Linked DNA regions of Oryzias latipes: region 2 is linked to region 1. Evidence: chromatin contacts called from public Hi-C data. All regions are on one chromosome and are shown on one strand. The core of a region is the stretch at or near the end of the contact, and the rest is flanking DNA. Distances in the headings are between cores, read along the strand shown.

Region 1 (6,277 bases), core at 1,513-4,012:
TCAGGAGCTTTCAAGACGGGTGGGGGGCAGATTATCTGTTCACGAATATAAAGGATAGACTTGTTGTCTTGTGTGCGGAGCTGACGTGGCTGTAACGAAAGAATATAACAGAAGAAGACACTATATGAAAAGGTTAAATGGTGCATATCGTTTGACGCCCCAGCCTTAGAAGGTCCAAAGTGCTTTGCAATCACGGTCCCATTCACCCACACACACACACACACACTGATGGCGGCTCCGCTGTTAAACTCTTGCGCCCAACTATAACCACAAGGAACAATGTGGGGTTCAGTGTCTCCCCCAAGGACACTTCAACACATGAACGGGCAAGGTGGGTCTAGGTCGACGGCCTCACCTCTGCACCACGACCGCCCTGTTATTCAAGCAGAAACGACTAAAGCTTCAGTCACATTCCCCTGTAAGTGGGCGTTGACCCGCAGGGGCGCAGCTGGTTTTTGATTTGTCCGGCTCGTGGAGGGTCTTTGCTGTGGTTGCACCGTAAGGGAAGCACAGGTGTGTCTTTAGGATCGTACGGCCATCTTAAGGGGACGTCATGAAAACGGAACGTACCATTGTCGTATGTGTGGTGGCTGTTTCAATAAGTATTTGTAAGGAGGGTAGAAGTTATGCCCTACAGGTGATGTTGTCGTAGTTCACCCTTAAGGCACACTCTAGTGTTTAGTAAGGTGTGAGTACTGGTTCCTGGTTCCTTACTGGCTGCTCGCGAATGGTAAGCGTACGTGGTGTGCAAGTGATATGCAAGAGCCCCATAGGATGCGCGTAGGATGTCCACACCAACTACACCCTGATGGTCTGATGTCCTCATTTCTAACATCACATGAACAGGACTAACAGGGTCCTTGCAGAGGTTGCAGGATTTGGGGTGAAATTTGTGGGACACACGCCTCCTTATCGCCTACTTCACCCTTACTTAACCTTACGTGTTGTATAAGTGTTCTCTACGACCTGTCGCCCGCATCATGCCCGTAGAAAGAAATGTGCACCGAGCGGTTCACGACCTTGATGTTTCGTGACGACCACCTCCGTGCCCTGTACAGGTTTGCCCTTTTCTCACCTGCAGACAACTTGTGTCCACCCGTAAGGACAGTTGTGACTAAGGCCTACGATGGATCGACTACAATGGGAAGAAAGCTCATTAACCAATTTACACTGACATGTTCTCCAGAATGCAAATATACAGAAATAAAAGTCCTACTCTCTCTGCACCTAAATACCCTTTTGAGCTTTGCAGTTTTTCCTGCGTTTACATCAAGTTTATAATTTTATGATCAAATTGGTTTTTGTTTCAGAAATCTTTTCAAAAGAAATCATTTGAATGTAAAGTCTCCGTCCATCGTGTACTTTTCCATCTTTGGCACAATTTCTACTATTCTTGTGTCCGACCTGTCACTCTACCTGGAAAGGTGCGATCGCGCACAGCTTTTTTGCAATATGGTCTTATCTTGTCACAAGACCACATTTAACACTCGAAGGAAGGTGCAGACGAAATGAAATGTCACAGCACTTTAACACCTCTTTCCCTCTCCATTTTCGCACTTCCTGTGTTTGTTTTTCCTCCAGTCTTTTTCTTTTCACCTCCACAAGTGTTGTCCCTGTGAAAAACTACGAAGGCATTAGTATGCAGAGGTATCACACGCTAAGCACATGCGTGCAGGCTGGAACAAAGACCTGCTTGAAGCTAATGGAGCTGTGGAAAGAAAGGTGTTTTCTTTTCTTTTTTTTTCTTTTAAATACATTTTTGCCAATAAAATGCATGTTTATTCAGCTGAATCCAATTATTGACGCTGCATTTCTTTAATTAACCCCACAAATAGGAAAAACACCTAAAGGCAGACATTTATGTCAAATTAAAACCAAGAAATCCAGAATTGTTATGACTAGATGTTTAAAATAATTTTGAATTTAGAGTTAAAAAATTGACCTTTTTTTTTTTAAATGTATTTATTTATTTAAGTGAGACAACAGAACAACAAAACAAAACAACAAACACTTGAAAAAACAGATCTGACAAACACAGCTACCAATAAAAAAAAATAAAAAATTGACCTTTAAAGACCTACTTGTTTAAAAATTGTGTTTTTTATCATTTTTCTGATGATGGAGGACATGTATATAGAAAATTAGGCTTAAAATTTAATTCTTAGTATATCTTTACATTGTAGCAAACAAATAGATGCTGTTTAAAAAAAAGATCTTATTTGTTATGTCGGAAAATGCTATGGGTGGGCCACAAGCTCTCTGCTCCGCCCCCTTCTCATGCAGCAGAAGGAGGCAAATTTCTATTGAACTTTCCAAAAGGAGACGGGTTCAGGTAAACATGAAATTTGGCTTTTTAAGACATTTAGGTTGTGGGATGTTGGTTAAAAACGTCATAATCATAATTAAAACATCCCCGGGGAATGTTTTTATACATGAACATTTTTTTACATAGGGGACTTTAAAGTAAATGTGCAGTTTGAAACTAATAAATCCTTGGACTGGTCACTAGATGGCAGTGTTGAAACATCTTAAGCTCAAAGTAGAAGATGTGGGATGACTTGGTGTTGTGCTGCTGGGCAACATGTTTCCTTCCTCTAGATTTTTTCTTCTTCCGTCTCTTCTTTTTATCTTTCTACACTGTGTGTGTGTGTCTGTGTGTGTGCACACGCGTGCACGTGTGAGGGATGAGTCAGAGGGAAGCTGTTGTCACTGTCCGGCAGAACGATGATGGAAAACCCAGGCCAAAATCCCCACATTCATTAAAGCCGGACCTGAGATGACACGCCGTGAGGCCGCAGCTGTTGAGGCCACACATGCAGCTCGCAGCTGCTGCTGCGCTGAAGACGCCGATAAGAGACCAAAGGCCGCGCTTCAACCCAACATGCAGCACCCTTCAAACACCAGCCCCCTGTCAGAACTTCACACACATCCGTTCTTTTTTTCAGACACTTCCTAACCTGCGCAATCTATCATGCTTCTATTGAATTGGCTAATCTCTGGGATTATGGTGATGGCAATCCAACTAGTAATCAACACATTTGAAATCTAACTGAACATCTGTATTCCTGCAAAAATGCACGGATTCTGATAGATGAGGATGATTGAAGTTTAAGCTAATATGAAGGTTTTGGTGGAAACATGGAGATGGCTTGGTGCTAGATTTTCTTGAGAAGATGAAAACAGCTGAAACAGTTGAAGCTTGAATCAGAATATTGTCTGCAAAAGCTGCTAAAAATCGCTGTTCAGGTGATTGCAAAATGGTAACATTTCTGATTCAATTATTTAAAAAAGACGTACAAATAAAGATTTTGTCTTTTAAAGTTTGCTAAGTTCTTAAAGACGCATTTCCGTGTTTCCGTTCTATGTGAAGAAATGAAAAGTATCCCACTCCAATAGCATTTTCATTCAATTCCCACACCCGTTGTCTTTTGATTTATCTTCAAAGTGTTCCCAGAGGTCCTGTTTTTAGCCAAAATCAAAACATCTGTGTCGTTTTCTAGGACTTAGTTTCTGCAGAGCGGCAGGAGTTCATTAGAAATCCATCTCTGAGTTGTGGGTGGGACCATTAATGTGGATCTCCCCCATTGCTGAGAGGAACAGAGTGGAGCGGGGAAGTGTTGTGTTACAGTATACGTCACAAATGGCTCTTTTTCAAACGGCCTTTTTTTTCTTCGGCGCCTGATTCACAGCAATTAAAATAAAAGAAAAAATTCTCAAAAATTCCATTTTAATCTTCACTTTGTTTATATTTGTCCTTCATCATCAGAAAAATGCCACCAGAACATGTTAGAAACACCGTTTTCATCAGAGTGGGTCTTTATTGAGAACCATGTTTTGGAGAAATTTGACGCTTTAACCATTCATTTTGTCATCGAGAATGAAAAATGTAAAGTTTGAAATAAACATTAAAAGTATAAGCATTCTGATTTCTTTAAAAAATGAAAAGAGCTAAAAACTAAAGCAATAAGCAACTAAATAAAACAAGATAAGCATCTGGTGTAAAGGAGATGAAGCTTTTTCTGAGCATAGCGGTGACTCTTTGACTGTCTCAGTGACGGTTCACGGTGAACACACACACACACACACACACACACACACCCACACCCACACACACATACACACACACACACACACACACATGCGAGCTGCAATGATTTAGACACACATTTACACATTTGTGCCGCTATCAGGCGGTGTTATCACAGACTTGACATCTTTTCTGCATGTTAAGCCCCTTTGTGCGCTCCCCCACAGCCCCCCCGCCGCCCCGAGCAGCGGCAAATGCTGACGAGCAGAGCTCGCCGGGTTGGGAGGTTTGGATGTATGCAGAGCAGACGTACAAAGCTGCACACAAATCCAGCGCCGCACCTGTCCTGTCGCAGATTTAAAAAAATAAATACTTAAAAATGTTAAAATTCCACTGTGAATTAAAGATAAAGTTTTATCTCTAATACTCTCCCTATAAAAACATTTTTTGTGTAGTGTTATTAAGTTAAGAAGCTGTTAACTTTTTTGTAGAGTTTTTTTTTAAATAGTTGCTTTTGTGTCAAAGCAAAATCAACTGAGTTTAATTGAAATAAGAACTATTTTGTTTTATTTTTTCCAGTTGAATACATCCCAGTACTGAAGCCAGTTTCTGTTCTCACCTTGTGTTCCAATCTGTCTCTTTCACTTTCTTCCCGATCTGTGTTGGCAGGTCTGTAAAATCTGGAGTTTTTGTTCTTTTTGCTTCATCAAATCCTAACTGTTGGATTTTAGTTGAATGAAAACGTGGAAGTCTTCCTGTTTGGTTCTATTTTTCCATCTGCGAATCCATTTATTCCACTCAGCTGGTTCTTTAAGTACCATCTCACTTCACATTTTTCAATATTTAACTAAAAATCTCTGTATATTTGGTTTCTTATCAATGTAACACATTTTATTTATCGCAATCTAACTGTCATCAAATCAACATTTGCGTATAAAGCACTTTATATGTAACACAAAGTGCATAACATGCTAAAAACTTTTTTTTTAAACATAAATACCAAAAGCAAAAACCTTCACACTAAAAAATGGTTTATTCTGCTTTGTTATGACCAGAATGCATCATTGTTAGACAAAAACAATGACATCAGTATCTCTTGTAACGTTGTTTTAGTTGATGAGATAATGATTTAGGTAAACTAAACATTAAAGCCCGTTGTCACGGCTAACAGGGCTTTGTGTTTTGGGGGATTTTACTTGTAAACTATTTGAAGTCAACCTCATCCAAACCCGTGCTCATATGGCAGCATGCTGATCGATTACATTGCATGTACAGGGATGTGCTGCAGGAAGCATGTCAGAAAAGCACACAGCACAGCTGGTTTTAGCATTATTTTTTTGCAGTAAAGGGGCGTGTCATAATTGGGAGAGTTTCTCATCTGTAATGAGTGGAGTTCAGCAGCTTTACTCCACACATCCTCATCACTGCGTTTCCAGACCTTCGTTTGGTTTCTGAATTAATGAGCCTCAAAAGCTCCCACTGGCAATGCGGTGTTCCTTTTACAACTGAGTTTGGGGATCAATTCAAAGTAGAGTTTATGGCAAACAGCAGTATTGACCAAACAGGAGCTTTAGGGAAGGAGGGGGGGGGGCACTCAGCGGTTCCAGTTGTGTTTATTACTGTCACACATGATGAATGTTCCCACCTTATCCATTCCTGTCGAGCAGCGACATGAGGAATGCTGTCAGTGAGTCCGATGTTATTTTCTCCTCTCTGTCTGCGTTTGGATCGCTCCCTCTTCCTCCTCACCTCCTTCCTCCTAATTAAAAAACTAAATCAGGACTTTAACTCTACAGAGTGTCTGCCAGTGACATTCACTAGACTAATCCTAATTTTACCCCCCCCCTCTTTTTGCTCTGGAGTCCAAGTATGAAACAACACCGAAAATCTTTTTCTCCCCAAATACACAGATTTATTTAAATGTCCCATTTGCATAATTTTGTATTTACATAATTGATTTCCAAGGAAGCGCTTCTCATCCTCTGAGGTTGTTTCGGAGACTGAAAGGTCTCATCCTGTCAGGCGAGCACAACCGCACACGTGCGCGCTCACATGGTTTTCTTTTTTTCACCCCCCCTCCAAAAAAACAAAAAAGTAATAAAACAAGCCCACCGACAGGCCATGTTGTTGTTGTTGGACGGCGAAGGTTTTAAGTCTAAATCAAGCATGAAGCGTTGCCAAGCTGCTGCATCTGGTGACCCACACGGTAAACACACGAGCTTGAATAATTGAACGGATTGAGATCCATGA
Region 2 (6,277 bases), core at 1,275-3,774, 98 kb after region 1:
GTAGGCTCATGTAGCTGAAACTATGAGTTATTTAACAATTTTAGAAATAGCTTCACTTACATTTTGTTATTATTAATTGATTCCTTTTGGGGATTATTCTGTTCTGTCGCCGCAAAAACTGAAAATTGTGAAAACTCCAGTCGTATGAACTCATCCTAATAGTTACCATAGTATGTTTTCATTGAGAAAAAAAAAAACTTGTTAAAAAATATCTTTAATGTAACTTTTTTAGTTATTTTAACTAAAAAAAGGACCCCAAAAAAGCCCTGCCATCTCCAAAAACCCTAGCATATTTGTTCAGCAGTATTTCAGATCAAGGTACTTTAAGTCAGTTAAGTAAGATTTTGAGCTTTCACGGTATTTAAGTTAAGTGAATCATTTACATTTAGAACACCTCAACCTACATACTGGTGAAAGTTGGAATTGTGCATTTAGCTCAGAAATGATGCTTACAAGTGCTGTGTATTGGCAAGATTCTGACGATATGCATCGCAATACACGTCACAATACGATGAACATCGTGATACACATGTCACGATGTGGAACGCATCATGATATACATGTCACAATACGATTACATTGTGATACACGTCACGATATGATGTAACCCAAGCCTGTAACAGAACATATTACAATTTTTAAAGACTATGACTTTGAAAAACGTTGAACACTAAAATCCCGTTCACGTGCACGCCTCTGGTATCACGTTGTCATTCTCGGCCATGTTCAGAGGAGTGTCGACTTTGAGCTGTGTGACATCAACTGCCAGACTAACGAGGGAACATCCAGCACGAGATGGTCCTCGTGAGATCTTCTTCTTTTGGTGTAGAGCTGCTGAAAGAGTGAACTAGTGGTCAGGGGTTTGAATGGAACGTAAAAGTGAAGCTCTCAAAAACGATACCAGTATTTCTGATTAAATCATCACAATATTTTACAGAATCCAGTTTTTCCTACACCCCCTGTGCTCTGTTCACACCGCACAGTGCCTCACCTTCACTTTCGACTGTCGGCATCCATCCAGTAAAGCACCCCTTCCTTATAGTCCCACTTTAATTGTCTTTTGATCTCTTTTTAAAGCTTTCCCAGAGGTCTTTTAATTATGATTACGTCGGTTTTAGCCAAATTCCAAAAAGCTGTTGTTTCATAGGACAAAGTGTCAGCAGAGTGGCAGTAGAGCGGATCGGGTCTACAAGCCTGTGTTCAACTCTGACACAAACAAATGACAAACATAACGTCTTGATAACAATGGTTATATATCAAAGAAGAACGAACCATCCAGTCTGTGTAGAAGTGTTTCAGTTCATTTTTAATGTGTTGCTATCTGTAAAGTGTTTTTCAAACACTAAATGTCCATAACAATAAAAAAAAGATCCCGTTATCCTAAAATGTCCTTGAATTTGCTCGGAGGCGATGCTATGATAAAAAGATGGCCTTGTGGGTGCAGCGTGTCTCAGATCTGTCATCAAGATGTCACTCACTTCCTGTCGGCTTCCACTGACTGATGGGGGGGCAGAACGCTACTTATCTGGACTTTCCTTGGCTGTACACTCAACCAGACTGACCTTTGCTTCGAACAGAGCTGCCAGCTCCTGCGGGGGGCTAACCCACGCTGCAGAAACAGAAGGAACAAAACAACAGTAAGGGACAAACGGGCCAGCAGCATTTAATAGACCAGTTTTACATGTGCAGAAAGAATCCATCAAGAGTCCCACCTCCTATCATCCTGCAGTTGTTTTTCCAAATCCAAAAATAGTAAACTTCTTTAGGCTTCAGAGATGTTTGATTCACTGAAGCTGAGTTTTTAGTTTGTTTAATGTCCAAGTTCAAGTTTATAATATTATAAGGCGCCTTAAAATGACCGCAGTCAAACAAGACATTGGACATAAAAAGCAACACCTAAGAGGTTAAAACAATTAAAGATATAAATAAGTATTACATAAACATAAGATAAAAGCAAAACAATAAGAGTGAAACATACAGAGCAGAGTTGGTGCTGTGTCAAAAGCCTGGCTATATGAACTCGTTTTGAGAAGTTTTTTTTTTTAAATGGACAGTGAGGAGGCCTACCTGGGTAACGTTCGTTCCCCAGCTTCCCCAGCCAGATTGAAAATGCTCGTTCCTCTTGGACTTCCAGGAGAAGGTTAGAGTATAAGGAAAGAGAAGCTAATCATGAATAGATTAAAGTCTGAGCTAAAAGCAAAAAAAAAAAATTAAGATAAAAGCTGGATGAAAGATGGATTTCTGTCAGAGGAGGAGTTGATGGACAAGTGTGATAAAAACGTTTTGGCGTTGTAAAATTTTCAAGAGAAAATAGCCTGTTGTTTTAATGTGAGACTAAGCATTAGGAACTTCTATTTTATTGTGACTTTAATAAACCCCCCTGGTGGTCTTAGATTGGGTTTTAACATTGTATGTAAATATTGGATCAAATTTTATTAAATTATTGAAAAACCCTTGTTTTTAGTCTCTGTTTAATTTAACATGTTTTTATTTAAATCTTTAATTCTAGGCTGAAATTGTTCTGACTTTTTTTTCTGACCTTGTTTGCGTTGTTGACTGTGATTCAGCAAATCCTTCAGCTTTATTTACCTCTTTACTTTAGACAATCGATGGGCGCATAGCGTTTATTCATGAAATCAAACAAGTGTTTTCTATCAAATACAGTAAAAGTTATGAAGATGCATCAGTTTAACTCTGGAAAGTGTCACTGCATGAAATATTCATGAAAACCTCCTCAGTCTTTACATCTGATGCTGTGAAGCCCCCTGTGGGTGGGCTGAGGTACTGCACGCCTTCTCCTCCTCCCTCCTCCTATCCCTCCTCCCTCTCGGAGCCGGAGCTGCATTCCTCTCCTCTCCATTCACACGCAGGGAGCCGTCGGAGAGGGAGCACCGCCGCTGCGTGACCAGCGTGGAAATGTTTCCAAGTTTTGGAATTTAAAACCATGGCGGGGATTTGGGTCCCGGGGATCCCGTGAAGACGTAAGTACCGGCAGAAGTCCCGCGCGCGTCCAAGCCGCAGTTTTTCTGGATTTCTTTCTGCTCGTTAGCTCTCTGCTCGGTCGGTGTGTGGCGAGTTTGCTTGAACAGGATTTCTAACCCACGATGCCGCTCCACTATTTTTCTCCTTGAGCCCCATGAGTTCCAGTTGAAGCTCTGCGTGAAAAACGCGTGAAGGAGCACGCGGATCCACTTTTCTTGAGGCGGAGGCGCGCGTCTGTTGCGTGAAACTGCAGATGCGCCGCGATGCTCCATTCCTCCACCAACTTGCTTCATTTGGAGGCTTTTTTGCGCAGCGTGGAATAGCTCCCGGATTCCGCGCGTGTGCGCTCGCTGCAGTGAGTTTAGAGTTTGAGGCTGAACGTTCACGCGTGGAACAGCAGCCGCCCTCCTCATGGACCCCCAAATCTCAGGGATTCAGCTCAGCTGTCGCCTGCGTTTGCGCACCGAGGGCGCAGGAGGAGGCGGTGGGACTTTTCTCTGATTGTTGCTCCGGATTGGAACCAGTTTATTTTTCCCATTAAAAGCACCTGAGGAGGAGGGGGGAGAGGGGGAGGGGGGCAGTTGAGATTTCTCTGGGGGCTTTAGAGACGCAGTGCTTTGCTCCAAAATCGATTCCCCTATTAGCTTTGAAATAATTAGAAATAGTGTTGGAGTGATGTGAAAGGATCGCTAATCTGCTAACGAATGAGAGGCAATTTGTAAGCTTTGTTATTCGACAGCAATTAAATTCCCCCTTTTGAGCGGGGATGGAGCGGGGAGGCGGGCTGCGGGGGGGGGGGGGGGGGGGGGGGGCTTGGTGAGTGCGCGGAGTGCGCACTGGCTGCGCGCGTCGGCGGTGCGCTCTCATCGGATTCTCCTCACTTCTATTTGGCTTTTTAATCAAATCCCGGGTAACCAAATGAGCCCCCACCCACCCTGCGCCCGCGCGCGCTGCGTGAATTCAATTGCAGCCCCCTTTTAAACATGTATTCATTCTATTAAATCAGCAGAGGCGTGGAGAGAAGCTGAAGCAGCTTTTTTTTCTAAATAAAGGAGGAGAGTGGCCAGACTCTGAGGACAGAAGGGTGTGAATGCAGTTTTTAAACCAAGTGGCTGTCCTGCATATGATCACTCACCTGAACGCATCAGTGAAGCAGGAATAAAGAGACCAGATACTGCATCATCACACACACAAACCAAATTTTGCACCAGTTTTTTGCCTGATCTGAACTGAAATGGCAATAATGTGGACAAACCAAACCCAAACTTTGAGGCTGGTTGAATAACCAGAACTGAGGAGATGCTGGTTTTGTTGTTGTTTGTGTGGTTAATACGGTTCCTGTGAAGGAATCCTGCTGCAATTAGCAGACAGTAATAGGACCGTAATGTTATGGTTGCATGTTCAGGCATGTTCTTAACGACTGCTGCCTTCCTGGGCTCACCGTGTGTGGCAACATCAAAATGAAACACTATTCCCAAAACTCAAGGTTTGTGCAGAAAAAAAAATGTCACCTTGTAAGGCACTTTACATAAAAGTTGGCAATCCACCCAGAAAATTACAAGCAATTTGCCTCAATCATCCCTAATTATGATACAGATCTGCTCCACAATGGAGCAGCCATGTCATGAATTTTCAAACTCCACTGTCTGCTGCTCCTGCTGCTCAGAAGTCAGTGATGTCCCAGCTTTGGAATCCGAGCTGACATGTGCACTTTGCAGCCCCGTGGCCCGGCCTTTGTGCTGCTGTCCCCGCGTTGCATTCCTCTGGACCCGTCAGGCGTGTTTCAGGTCTAATTGTATTGCAGTTGGATGACAAAACACAAGAGCTGAGTTGAGGCTGCAGCCAACATGCACATAGCCCTGCAAAATGTGGCCATACATGTTTGTTTTATTTAATAGTTTTTTTTTATTTTAAAGGAGCAAAAAAAATCAAAGGTGTGGATGAAATTTCTGCAAAAATCAACAGCTCTTTCCCTGCTGTGGTGAGGACTTTTAGAGAACTCCTGCAGGCTGTGCTGCTCAGTGATTTATGCTGTCATGCAACAGACCAATGTAACAGTCTTGTTTAGTAGTTGTGCTGCATTTTTTACATTTTAAACCGGTGCAAGAGTCATCTTTAGGCGTTTCTTCCTCTGCAAACTCCCGCTGCCACTCAGCCTTTTCCCTAACGCTCTGATTGTCAAAAGCTCCCGAGTATCTCCGCCTTTTTCTTCCATTTTCCATCTTTCACCCTTTTCCTGCTCCTGAAAGCACCTTTCATGGCTGCCTTGGTGTTCCATTTTCCACACACCTTTAGATTCTTCAGCGTTGATCGTTGCCTTGGCTCATTGCTTCCATCCTGAAAGAGGATCTCCTCCCCCCTTATGTGTTAGAGCCTTCTTGGCTGTAAAGTAATATCTGTTTTCCTATCGCAGCGCGAGGACATGACTTGTTTTTATTACATAGGTTTTCATTTGTGTCAGTCATCCTAAAGAGGTTAGCCGGGATGTTTCCGGCGCTCCGCTAAATGAAGCGCCTATCATCCACTCGTCTTTTCCCAACACCTCGGTCTAGATTCTCTTTATTCTCTCTCCGACGTGAAGCCTCGCCCCGTCCTCTCTGCCTCTCAGTTGTGTGTTTGTGCGATGCCCCGAGGCGAGGAGCCACACAGAGGCAATATTAAAACACATTACAGGGGGAGCAGCAGTGGGGCTCCATCTATAGACCCCTATGCTTCTGCACACATCTCTCATGGTGCGGCTGACGAGCCCTAATATGAAAGGAACCGGGTTGCCAATACCTGACGGGTCTACCTCGACTGACTTCTCAAATTAGAATGACCTCCATTTGGCCCACATAAGAAGCTGGGATGGAGAGTCTGTGGGCGTTGTTGACCCGCAAAGTGGTGGTGCATTACCAGTCATATCAAGAGGTGAATTTGGAGGTGAGCCGGCGGCACAAACCCTCATCAGTTCCAATCAGGGACAAATTTAAAGCCAGCCTGAGCTTTCTGCAAGCGCCATGGTGATTTCATCTGAAGAAGAGGCTGCTCTCGGGGCTGCATGTTTTATTTTTGGCTCTCCTGAAGCTGCTGGAATGTGGAATATACTGCAGATTGGGGAATTTGAAATGAAAGTTGGATGTGTAAAAGTTTGACCCCTTCCTTACTGCACCCCCCACCCCCACTTCAGTTGTCACTAAGCTAATTTGAGCGGAAATGTGGCGCAGCAGAGGCGGCGAGGAAAAGACTTTTTTTTTTTTGGAAGAAGGCAGCTTTAGTTCCTCCGTCTCTGCAGTGCTCATCCAAGTGAACTGCC

Evidence for each region. Hi-C and Micro-C count contacts between places; a contact is called where the count stands out from the background.
Region 2: a contact with region 1 is called in a Hi-C map of embryo, with 1.9 times the contacts expected there. The contact joins the promoter of LOC101175150 here to the enhancer-like site in region 1. A contact is called at or near these places in 2 of 5 Hi-C or Micro-C datasets (embryo and fibroblasts).

Annotation. Positions count from the first base shown.
Region 1 is chr5:30,197,014-30,203,290 of ASM223467v1, forward strand. All of the region lies in intron 4 of LOC101174907 (MICOS complex subunit mic25a), which reads left to right. Among protein-coding and RNA genes, the nearest start is that of LOC101174907, 11 kb to the left of the region's middle. Within about 2 kb of position 2,763, at least 3 of the 8 cell types and tissues checked have an H3K27ac peak or open chromatin away from gene starts, as enhancers often do.
Region 2 is chr5:30,294,783-30,301,059 of ASM223467v1, forward strand. LOC101175150 (plexin-A1) reads left to right here and starts at 2,525. Exons shown (of 32, transcript XM_011475607.3): 1 at 2,525-2,981.